3 separate regions of the Mus musculus genome follow, and all the other regions are linked to region 2. The links are chromatin contacts, called in public promoter capture Hi-C maps. All regions are on one chromosome and are shown on one strand. The core of a region is the stretch at or near the end of the contact, and the rest is flanking DNA. Distances in the headings are between cores, read along the strand shown. Region 1 holds the start of Ahsa1 (AHA1, activator of heat shock protein ATPase 1). Region 2 holds the start of Tmem63c (transmembrane protein 63c). Region 3 holds the start of Noxred1 (NADP+ dependent oxidoreductase domain containing 1).

Evidence for each region. Capture Hi-C pulls out chosen DNA fragments and counts their contacts.
Region 1: a promoter capture Hi-C map of adipose tissue shows a contact between it and region 2. The contact joins the promoter of Ahsa1 here to the promoter of Tmem63c in region 2. A contact is called at or near these places in 2 of 39 promoter capture datasets (the C10 cell line and cranial neural crest), 2 of 115 datasets of contacts at active chromatin or transcription factors (both in embryonic stem cells) and 2 of 9 other capture datasets (adipose tissue and liver).
Region 3: a contact with region 2 is called in a promoter capture Hi-C map of adipose tissue. The contact joins the promoter of Noxred1 here to the promoter of Tmem63c in region 2. A contact is called at or near these places in 2 of 39 promoter capture datasets (second pharyngeal arch cranial neural crest and stem cell-derived epiblast-like cells) and 1 of 9 other capture datasets (adipose tissue).

Annotation. Positions count from the first base shown.
Region 1 is chr12:87,265,282-87,268,899 of GRCm38.p6, reverse strand. It overlaps Ahsa1 (AHA1, activator of heat shock protein ATPase 1), which reads right to left and starts at 2,172. Exons shown (of 9, transcript NM_146036.2): 1 at 1,979-2,172; 2 at 555-745. The coding sequence starts at 2,058. Vipas39 (VPS33B interacting protein, apical-basolateral polarity regulator, spe-39 homolog) reads left to right here and starts at 2,614. Exons shown (of 20, transcript NM_001142580.1): 1 at 2,614-2,748.
Region 2 is chr12:87,024,625-87,028,182 of GRCm38.p6, reverse strand. Tmem63c (transmembrane protein 63c) reads right to left here and starts at 1,891. Exons shown (of 24, transcript NM_001361704.1): 1 at 1,593-1,891.
Region 3 is chr12:87,237,324-87,240,931 of GRCm38.p6, reverse strand. Noxred1 (NADP+ dependent oxidoreductase domain containing 1) reads left to right here and starts at 2,331. Exons shown (of 8, transcript NM_027744.1): 1 at 2,331-2,357; 2 at 3,496-3,608. Vipas39 (VPS33B interacting protein, apical-basolateral polarity regulator, spe-39 homolog) reads left to right here. Exons shown (of 20, transcript NM_001142580.1): 20 at 1,096-2,057. The coding sequence ends at 1,116.

The DNA of each region.
Region 1 (3,618 bases), core at 923-3,422, 240 kb before region 2:
ACTCACTCTGTGTCTGTACGCCTCAGTTTTTCAGTGTATTATATAAAAAGGAGACTAGACAAGATATATATAGTTCCTTCTAGGTAACAATACTTCAGATATACATTGAAAAAGCAAAAATTATAGACAGATCTATCTACTTTCATCTTTACTACTCACTTGGGAAATATTCCATTCAGCCCAATTCTCCCCCCTAGGGGTATTACAGAAGGGACATTAAATTATAAGATGGTAAAACAGCCCCAAATCAGATGTATAATTAGCTATGATAGTACAGTGATATAAGATTTGCACTGGAAGTAGAAAGTGATTGAAGCTAAAAGAAACATCCCCCCCTTTTAAAAATCATTCATTCATGAGACAAATGATGGAACTGACGAGATCAAGCAGATAAATTCATTTGGCGTCCCACTGAGTGCCCAATGCCGCTTGCCTTCAAAGCAACACCGTCTTCTCTCTTCAAGAGTTTGTCAGTGCTCAGAACCTCTCCAGCAAGGATCAGAGCTATGGCAACGGGGCTATAACCTCTTCCCTGGCAGCCTGGCAGGCCTTACCTGTCCAGTTCAGTTTGATGGTCCACTCATAGAAGAAGATAAGTTTGCCTTTCCTGTTGTTGATGGATGCCTCCCCATCAAGCTTGTTCACTTCGGTCACCTCGCACTTGCCCTCTTCATTTTCTACTCGAACGGCCAGGAACAGGGTTTTCAGTTTCTCTGTGGACCAATTTGAAGCATCTCTCTCTGTCCTGCAAGACAGAAGCAGCGCTAAGGGCTGGCAGTCAAGAGGAGAACGCACTGTTTCATTCAGCAGGTGACTGCAAGGTTAAAGGAGGCAGAAAACAACCCAACCCTCTCAATTCTACCCTAGAATGTCCACAAACATGCTACTTTTAGGAATCCAAAGGGGTGGCGAGTTGTCAACAAAGAGAGGTGCTGTGCAAACCAAGTTAATACTTTCCAGTCTTAGCACAATGAGCCTTGACCGTTAAAATGGCGCCCCCATTTGGCCAAGAAGAAAGATGTGACCATACTGCTTAAGTCAGGAGAGCAAAGACAAGCAAGCATTTTTGCTAAGAACTTCAGTTTAAAAAAACAAAACAAACCAACAATAATGCTAGCCTCATTAACAGTGTTGTGTCCCGTTCAGTGTTCAAACTTTGCCCTACACATCCTACATCCTCTAGACAGTGTCACAAAGTCCACAAGAAAAATTACATCAAGTAGAATGTTAAAAAGAGACAGGTTGAAGGGGGAAAAAAAAGACGGTAAAAATCAATTCTTTGCCCTTCTAGTACAGCTATTTAAAAATCAAAAAGCTATAACTGAGGAAAAAAAATATAATGTCTGTAAAGTTCAGTGGCACTCCAAATAACTTTGTTTCCAGAAGATTTCTGAGAGATGAGGCAGCTTCCAAGACCGGTTAGGCTGTAAAATCATGACTGCCGGGCAACCTGGAGTTGTTACAACAGAACTTAACAGTTCCGGGTAGGAGACTGCATTGCGTTCAGCATCCCGAAGCTCCAAGTGCCCTGCAGATCACGTTCCAAAGCTTCTCACGCTGGACTGAGGCAGTAGTCCCCTATGACTTTTGCTTTCACTGTAACCCGCAAACCAACAACTACCGCGCCTGGAGCTCTCGAATTCCCCAGCAGACTCCCAACACAATCGGCAGGGGTCTGGATCTCAAGGACGCCTGCGGCCACGTGTAGGAAGTATCACCCGGCTCAGGCTGGATGCAGCAACTAGGGCACTCTGTTCTCGCTCTGAAATTCCTCCTTGGGGACTCAGCAGTCCATGTCGAACCCATCGCCCCTAAGACTGTGATGGTGGCGAGGGATGGAGGGGACCCCTGCTACAGAAAGGACTCACGCCCAACCCCAGGCCAGGGTTACTTGGGTCCCGTACTCGCCAAGGTCCCAGACACCTCCAACCCCTAGCCTGTTAACAGTGCTCCTGCGGCCTGTCTTGCTGGCCCATACCAGTGCCAGTTGTTGACGTTGGTGGCGTCCGCCCGCTCCTCCACGATCCAGCGTGGGTCTCCCTCACCCCACTTGGCCATCAGCTCACTTATCGCACCGCTACCAGCTCCCAAGCAGCCGCAGCCACAGCCTGAGGACCGCTCGGTCCCAGCCGCCTGGCAGCGCCTGGAAACTACTAGAAGCAGCACAGCACCTCCTGGCTTGCTTTTCCCTCCACCCCAACCCCCTCCCAGCCTTAACTTCCGGCTCCTCCTCGCTCTTACCGGGTACTTCCGTTCCAGCTCGCCGAGCCGTAGGTTCCGTAACTTCTGGCGTTCCTTCCAGCTCTCTCAGTTTATCTTAAAAGCTCTTAAGTCTAGGCCCTCAAGATCCTAATCCCCACCGGCTAGGACACAAAATATTCCTCTCATTGTCTCCTTGGGCCCTAAACCGACCTTGCTGAGCCTGATGGGAGTTGTAGTCTTTAAACCAACCCTTCCGATAACTGCGGAAGGTCATGCTGAAAGTAAAGGAAATGACCTAGCACTATGCGCTAGTATTTCTGGGAATGCTAGTCCAGAAGCCTCGCGGCCCGCAGGGAGGACGAAAGAATGATAGAGGTTATGGAACTACAACTTCCAGGATGCTTTGCGGGTATTCCTTTCACCTTCTTCAGACTCTTCTCCGCTGTCCCCTTCTGCTCTTCTCTATGCCTCACAGCCTGTTTAGAAAGGCTGGTCCAGCGGCTGAGCCTGGCGCTGTCCTGAGAAGGAGCGCTCGGTGTGGAAGAGGTGAGGGTGTCCCAAGCCCCTGTCTAGGCCTCGTGTCTAGGTGAACCCACCCTCTCCGCACCCTTTTCTTTCCCTGTCTTTTCTGAGGCATCCTTACACTCTCACTCCGACCTTCTTCTGTCGGGACCACTCTTGGGAGCTCCGAGATGGGGCTTTCCAGCAAGCCTCAAAGCAGCTTACTCAACATTTGGTTCTGAATATGTCTTCTCAGGCACCCTCTAGGCTCTGGTGTTTGTGGTAGATGCGTGGTTTCCTGGACCTTGCTCCTGTAATCCAATCTCTCAGGTCTTTGTTCTCAAACATCGCCTTAAAAACCTAGCTTAACTTCCAGTAGCTGGTTTCTACAGTACCCTGAGGCAAGGAACCTCTTGGTTGTAGGGTTTTGGTTTTTGGTTTTGTTTTGTTTTGTGTTTTAAACGGGTCCTGTTTTCCCTATGTCGTGTTCCCGTCCTCTCGCATCTGTCCCCCTATCCATGTCAGACTGTCAGTGTACAGGTGACGATAAGATCAAATCTCGGAAGCATTTTAAATCACGTTGAAGCCCGCTTTCCTTTGAGCATTCTTAGAGTTATAAATTGTTACCATTTTACTTACCACGTAAATCACGGTCTCTTTTGTCACTCGAAATACAATGTATCCACTACTGTAAAAAGAGTCTTAAGAATTCTTGGTGAAGTACTAAGTTTGTTAGACATATTCTCTACCTATTTCTAGTTACCATTGTAAAGATCTGTCTAGTTTTCCCAAAAGTGAAAAAAGAAAAGAAAGAGTCTAGGATCCAAAAACCCTGGATTGTAGTTTGGAGTAGAAGTGATTTAGTAAAGTTGTGATGTTTACTGCTTCTGAGCTTTGTTCCCCTGGTCGGTGGGA
Region 2 (3,558 bases), core at 642-3,141:
ACCTGTAGGATCTGCTCATATCAGCCCTACCTGTCAGGGGACATTCACACCCTCACCTCCCAGGGCCAGGGCAGTAGGGGAGAAGGAAAAGCAGAGAATAAACGCTCTTCAGCCTGTCCTGAGGGGTGCAGGTGGGAGAAACGGGACAGCCCATTGCTCCCACTGTGTCTCTGCGCACAAGCCTAATAGCTAATTCTGGCTCTAACATACCAATGCTTGCTCCCTGCCTCAGTTAACCACAAGAAAAAGACATTTTGCCCCAGGGAAAGGGAGGACAAGATGGCTTGAGACAATCAACTAGGAGGGCAGCAGATTAAATGGAGTCTTCTTGGGGGAGGGGGGGGCACACTGATCAGAGAGGACAAGAATAGGAAGGAAAGCTGAGACTGTATCCCCACAGATGACCCCATCACCCATCTGGGAACAAGTGCCACAGCCTCTTGAAGTTCATCCTTCAACACCATCCGGTCCCCTAGGGACTTTCCCTGGGCCTCCAGCAAGGCTGCCACATGGCACAGACACCGAGAAACTTCCTCCGCTACTAAAAGCCACCTCTCATTATTTTCCTGAACCCACAGAACTGACCCATCACCCCTTCTACCCAGCAGTTCTTAGCAGTTTCCTCCTGACCGATGCCAGAACCCTGCAGGTGTCTACCACTCTGGCTCCCCAAGCCTGCTGAAATTGTTAACTCCCTGTGTCCTCAGGGATGAGGAGAAAGGCATGCTGGGTGGGAATCCACACCAGAGAGGATCAGGGAGCTACAGAGCAAGACTAGCCCCTGTTCGCACAGCCGGGGGTGGGGGTGAGGGTGTGGGGGGGGGGGGCTGGTGGTGAGATTATGCCTGGGAGGCCAGCTTGTGTAATGACCAAGTGACTTCTGGCAAGTCAAATGCACCCCTGGACCTCAGTTTCCCCAGTATCTTCAACCAAACCCAAAGTTTCTTTCAAGTTGAGATTGGAAGCAGATCCTGACTTTAAAAATATAGAGAGAAAGGTGGTGTCCTTTGCTCCCAGGAACCTGCCGCCTTGAAACTCAGACTGTCCATCTTAGAATCAGACCCACACACAATCCATCACTGATGCTGTGGTCACGGAACCGGTGAAGTAGATCGCCTCCTCCCAGCCCTGCCCATTGCGTGGGCAGCAGAGCCCTGGGGAGTCCCTAGATGGGTGGGGGTGGCACTGCCCTGAGAGGAACTCCCACCTACTCAGACAAGAGGCAGGGACACCCCCACCCCAGGCAAGCCTCCCGCCCACCTCCATTCCGGCATCCCGTAAAGACAGGTCTCCTAAGCCAAGGCCCTTCCTAGTGGGCGGGCGTCTTAGCCCACCCTTCCTTAGGTACATGCCGAGAGACAGCCAATGTGCTCCGCATGTGGCGCAGTCTCCCTTACTACCATCTCTCCAGTCCAGTCCCAGGTCGCCGAAAGCTCTCAAGCAAGCTATCCCTCCCCGCCCCCTCCCTGGTCCAAGACCCGGATTCTCTCATCCCTTCTACCGGCAGCTCACCGCATCTGCGCCCTCACGGCCACTGCCAACCCCAGGCGAGGAGCTCGGGCTACCAGGATCAGTGACAGACAACACTCTACCTGAGAGGAGACTGCGGGTGGGTCCTCCTCCTCCTTCTTTTTAGCGGCCTGGTAAAGCCAGCTCCACCTGGCAAGGGACTGTCAGCAAATTCCCCTCTGCATCACCGCGGGAGCGGCATCCCGGCTCCTCCCAGTAGGAGTCAACCTTGGCCCCGCCCAACGCTGCTCTGACCTGTGGGGGAACCCGGGCTAGATAAGCAGGGACCAAGGCTCTGCCCTGGAAATCCTGTAGTTATCAGAAACCATGACCATCGCGAATGCACAAGGCTGCCGCTCCCTGGCTGCGGTTTGCAACAACTGAGGTTCTCTGGGCCTTGGCAGCTGCCTTGTCCACCCACCTTCTCCCACGCTTCAAACTCTCCTCTGAGGCCTCCTAGCCCAGCTAGTCAGAAGCAAGGAAACACATTCAACCTCACCAAGGTAGCACTGTGCCACACCCTAGGACCATATCCGGGCATGGCTCAGTGCTGACTCCTTCTTCAACAAAAGAAAGGTTTATAAATTGACCAGAACCCCACCCAGGAGGCCCACAGGAACGCGATAAGTCCGGTCCATTCTGTCAGGACCACACTCCTCAAGTGGGTCTCAGGCTTCACCAAAGACCTGCCAACCATGCTTTTTTTTTGGGGGGGGGGGGTTTCGAGACAGGGTTTCTCTGTATAGCCCTGGCTGTCCTGGAATTCACTTTGTAGACCAGGCTGGCCTCGAACTCAGAAATCTGCCTGCCTCTGCCTCCCAAGTGCTGGGATTAAAGGCGTGCACCACCACGCCAGGCTCGAGACAGGCTTTTAATTGGGGGCGAATGCCATGTGTTTACCCCAAGACCACAATGCAAAGTAAGAGCTTCGGCAGCAACAGCCCCCAACTCCCTCCAGGGCTCCGGCACACTTATTTAGTAAACATTTTATTATGGAGCCACTACTGAATAATGTTTTATAATGGTGGGATATTGTCAGAGCTGTTAACAATATGAAAGACCATGGAGGAAGCGTGTGAGACAGGACCAGGAGACACTGGAGGGGGAAGAAGATATCTATGTCTTCCTGCGTTTTCATAGCCTGTAGCACTTATACCCTTGCCAGCCCGTGCTAGGTCTCCCCATGCCATGTTCCTGTCTCCCCACCATCAGCCACTCCCTGAGAGCTCAAGGCTGAGACGATCTAGACAGGCTCTGTCGAGGTGTAACCTGGTGTGTTTCCGCCCATTCATTTGCTTATCCCCTCGAGGGCGCAGGAAAGCTTTGACCATCACTAATTCTACCGCTGCTGGGATCTGAGTTCTAACCCTGCCTCTGCTGCCGTCCTGCTGGACTGTGGTCAGTAACTCAATCCCATCTTTGTTTTGCCTCTGCAAGAAGACATGGCTAGTTGAGGTCTAAGTCTCTCTAACAGTCTCATCGGGCTTCTCAATAAGGGGTAATGGGTATGGAGACAAAACAGGTAAGTATAAGAATCTTGTTTAAGGATTCTTGAGCTGGGGCTGGAGGGATTGCTCAGTGGTTAAGAACTCTAGCTGTTCTTCCAGAGGACCTGGGTTCAACTCCCATACACGTAAATGGCAACTCATAACCATCTGTAATGCCAGTTCAGACGGGATCCAACACAAGACATGCAAGAAGGCAAAATAAAAATGCACATAAGATAAAAATAAATAGTTAGTTTTAAAGATAAATATTAAAAAATAAAAAAGAACCCCCAGGATAGATTACACCTTTGCTCCTAGCACTTGGTTGCCAGAGAAAGGGGGATTACTGTGAGTATCACACACACACACACACACACACACACACCGGTCTAAAGGAAAAAAAACAGTCCTCAGTGTCTGAACTTAGGTACCAGCTAGACCACCTAAGCACAGGGACCTCTCTGCAATTCCTAATTACACATGTAGAATGGAGTAAATAATAATGACCTTATTATTTACAGGGTCCGTCATGAGGATTAATTATATGTTTTGTGAACAGTGA
Region 3 (3,608 bases), core at 1,082-3,581, 210 kb before region 2:
GTCTACAGAGTGAGTTCCAGTACAGCCAGAGAGACCTACACAGAGAAACCCTGTCTCAAAAAACCAAAACCAAAACAAATCAAAAAACAAACAAACAAAAAACCCCAAGGTAGATAGCATGTGATACATCTGATCTGTCCTTAGCCCATGTGCATCTGTACACACAGAGAGTTAAGAAATACTGAAGTGAGATATGAAGACCTCAGCATGGAGCATAACTGTGGTGCACTGATCATCATTAGACCTAATAGAGATCAGGAACGACACAGCACCTGATAGAGACTCAGTAGCCAGGCGTATGATCCCTCTAGGCTGTGACCTGCCTGTTGGAAATAAGAAAATGAAATAGAATTAGCTATTTCAAAAGTCCTGGTTATCCGTATGAAATCACTGAGCTTTTCATTAGCATAGAATTTAATATTAGGTATTTGATACCTGTGCTTAGTCACCTAATACTAGTGAATCTTAGCACTAAGGAGGGCAAAGCCAGATTAATGCTCTAAACTGGCAATCTGTAAAATACAGAACAGGTATTTAATCTTTCTCTGGATAAATGAACTCCCACATGCTAAAAAGAAAAATCTTCTAAGGTGATGGTTAATCAATAAAGTACTTGCCATGTATACACAAGGATCTGAGTTTGGTCCCCAGCACCCACATAAAGGCTGGACACATGGCATGTGCTTGAATTCCCAGCACTAGGGAGGCAGAGGCAGCAGATCTCTGGGGCTCACTGGTCAGCCCAGCCTAATTGGCAAGTTCCAGGCTAGTAAAAGAGCCTATTTCAAAAAACTAGGTAGATAGCATCTGATATGTAAGGTTGATCTCGGTACACACAGAGTTAAAAACTGATTCTTTGCTAGTGCATGTCCACAATCCCTCACACTTGCAAGTTAAGGCAGGAAGATCAGGAGTTTGAGGTTAGACTGCAATATACACTGAGTTCCAGGCTAGACTGGGCTACATAGAGACACCCTGCCCCAAACAGACAAAAGAACTCAACAGTCCCAATCCCATTCTGATTTTCATCTCCTCTCCCTCACTGTAGTGGTAAGTGACAACTGATCATGCCTTCCTTGTCTGCTTTCTTCACAGCAAATTCGATGGAAGAACTAAGGGTCCTTTGCTACCCTGAAGCCTCCTCGCTTCTTACTTTTCTTTCTGCCTATGAAAACAGAGAGCTCTCTTCTTAGGAGAGTCACAGCATTCTACACGTGAGCCTGTCATTCACAGGCAGTGCCTGCTGGTTTAGGGACAGAAACCAGCCTTTGAGCACATGTATCTTCAGACTGATCTGTCCAGGGGACATTACTTACAGGCCAGTAGCTAAAGGCTCGGACTCTCAAGAAAGATGCTCTGCACCGGTGCCTGTGGAAAGGTGGGGGCCCATCCTGGGCAAGATGCCTGTGCTCAGAGAAAAGTGACCACTCCAGAAACACGTCGGGACTAAGCCACAAGTGTCTCGGGGTGGCAGTGACATTCCTCTGTCCTTTCAGCTGTTCTTACCCAGAACCTGGTGTTGGGCATAGGCATTTCACTCTAAAGGAGTCAGAACAGAACTAAATTGACTCTTCAGGGGCCTCGGAAAGGGATATCAGTATTGCTCAGGACCTGCTGGAAACCAGACCCAAGTTCTCAAGACACAGGGCCACTCATCAATGACAGACACTTCCTACACATTGTGTACCTTCAGCCAGTATCTACCTGCTGTCACGGCACTGTCCCTGTCAACTTTGTGTAGGGACGTGTGAGGGATATAGGGTCCCTCTGACACCTGCACACTGTCCAGGTGGTGAGCCATCTGCTTCAGCACGTCTTCTGTTTCTGTGTCAGACACAGTCTTACATGGAATTCAGATTCACCAGTGCTGGAGCGCTCTTTCAGGCAAAAATCATTTCACCAGAAGCAGCCACAAGTAGCACCTTGTTTAGATATCTCCGTAGAGGCCCTGTTAGCCTGCTGGGGACTTGAGCAGTGTTCCATTCTGCCCTGTGCCTCCCTGAACAGGATTTCCCTGACATGCCTACACTCCTAATAAAACTGTTGCATTCCTTGTGCCTCCTCTTCCCCATCTGGTTACTTAGTCCATAATGATGATGTAATTGCACCTCTGACTATCAGCAGCCTGTCATCACATTATAGTGTCACAGTATCCCAGCAAGGCAGGAGGATATGGTTAATAGCACTAGTACAAGACACAGAAGACCTGAGTTCTTGCCTCAGCAATCTTGCTGACAAACTAGTGCTAGGGAGAGGGCCCTTGTTCTGTGGACCCATCTTCATCTGTAGAAAAGTAGGACCGAAGTCTGACTGGCGTTCTACACTCTTGACAAGTGGGTGAAGGGGAAGGAGACCAGGTAATGTACACCGCATGCAGCATGCTCTAGGCTTAGCTAAAGGCATGGAAACATCTGAGCTGCAGGAAACATTTGGCAATGTCTGAAGGCACTTTTTACTGTCAAACTTGGGAGTGTGTTGCTAAATACCCAGTCACGCACAGGACAGGTCCCCACAGCAAGAATTATCCTGCCAAAAACATTAGTAATAGCAGTGTTTAATCCTACTTTTGGGGGGGGGGTGTCTGTGCCTTTCACCATGTCTGAAGACCCGAGTTTAATCATTAGACCCCACCATGGTAGAACTTGAGAACTGACTCTCATAAATTGTCTTTTGACCTTCACATGTCTGTATGCGCACACACTATGCATAGAGATGATAAAGATTTCTACTTTAAAGGGATCTGCATTTTGCAGTCATCCACATTTCCAGGTAGCCTCATACTTGATTACTTTCCTCTGTGTCCTTTCTTACTGTTGAAGAAGTGGGTTTAATTTGTTACAGTATCAGATGTAGTGGAGAAGCAGAACCACTGAGGGTGTAGATAGTTATCTATCCAACCTCCTGGTATACGTTGTTACAGGGATGTGAACCCAGTCAAGATGGCGGCTAACACTCTGTATAAAGCAGTTGCTTTTGTGCCTGGTGAGAGACTGAATTTTTCAGGGAGAGAGGTGAGAGAGGAAAGATAGCTATAAAGGGACACAGGGCTTGGCTAGAACTGAGAGTTACTGTCTTAGGACTACCATTGTTGTGATAAAACACCATGACCAAAGCAAATTGGAGAGGAAAGGGTTTATTTAGATTACACTTCTAGATCACTGTTCATCAATGAAGTCAGGACAGAAACTCAAAGGGCAGAAACCTAAGGGCAGGGGCTGAAGCAGAGGTCATGAAGGAGCACAGGTCACTGACTGGTTTGTTCTTCATGGCTTGCTTAGCCTGCTTATAGAACCCAGGACCATCAACCCAGGGATGGCACCACACACAATGGACTGGGCCATCTCCCATCAATCACTTATTAAGAAAATGCCTTATAGCTGAATCTTACGTTTCCCTCCCTTCAGATAACTCTAACTTGTGTCAAGTTTACATAAAACCACTCAGCACAGAGGCTAGGATGCATGCCTGAAACCTCAGTAGAGTAATATGTTGCAGGAACAGTTGGTGGTCTTTGTCATGGAATTGAATATGACCTGGCCCAGGAGTGAGCCCCATAAGGAAGGCCAGGAGCAGGTGGAGCAGTTACAGGCCTAGCTACTGAACGACAC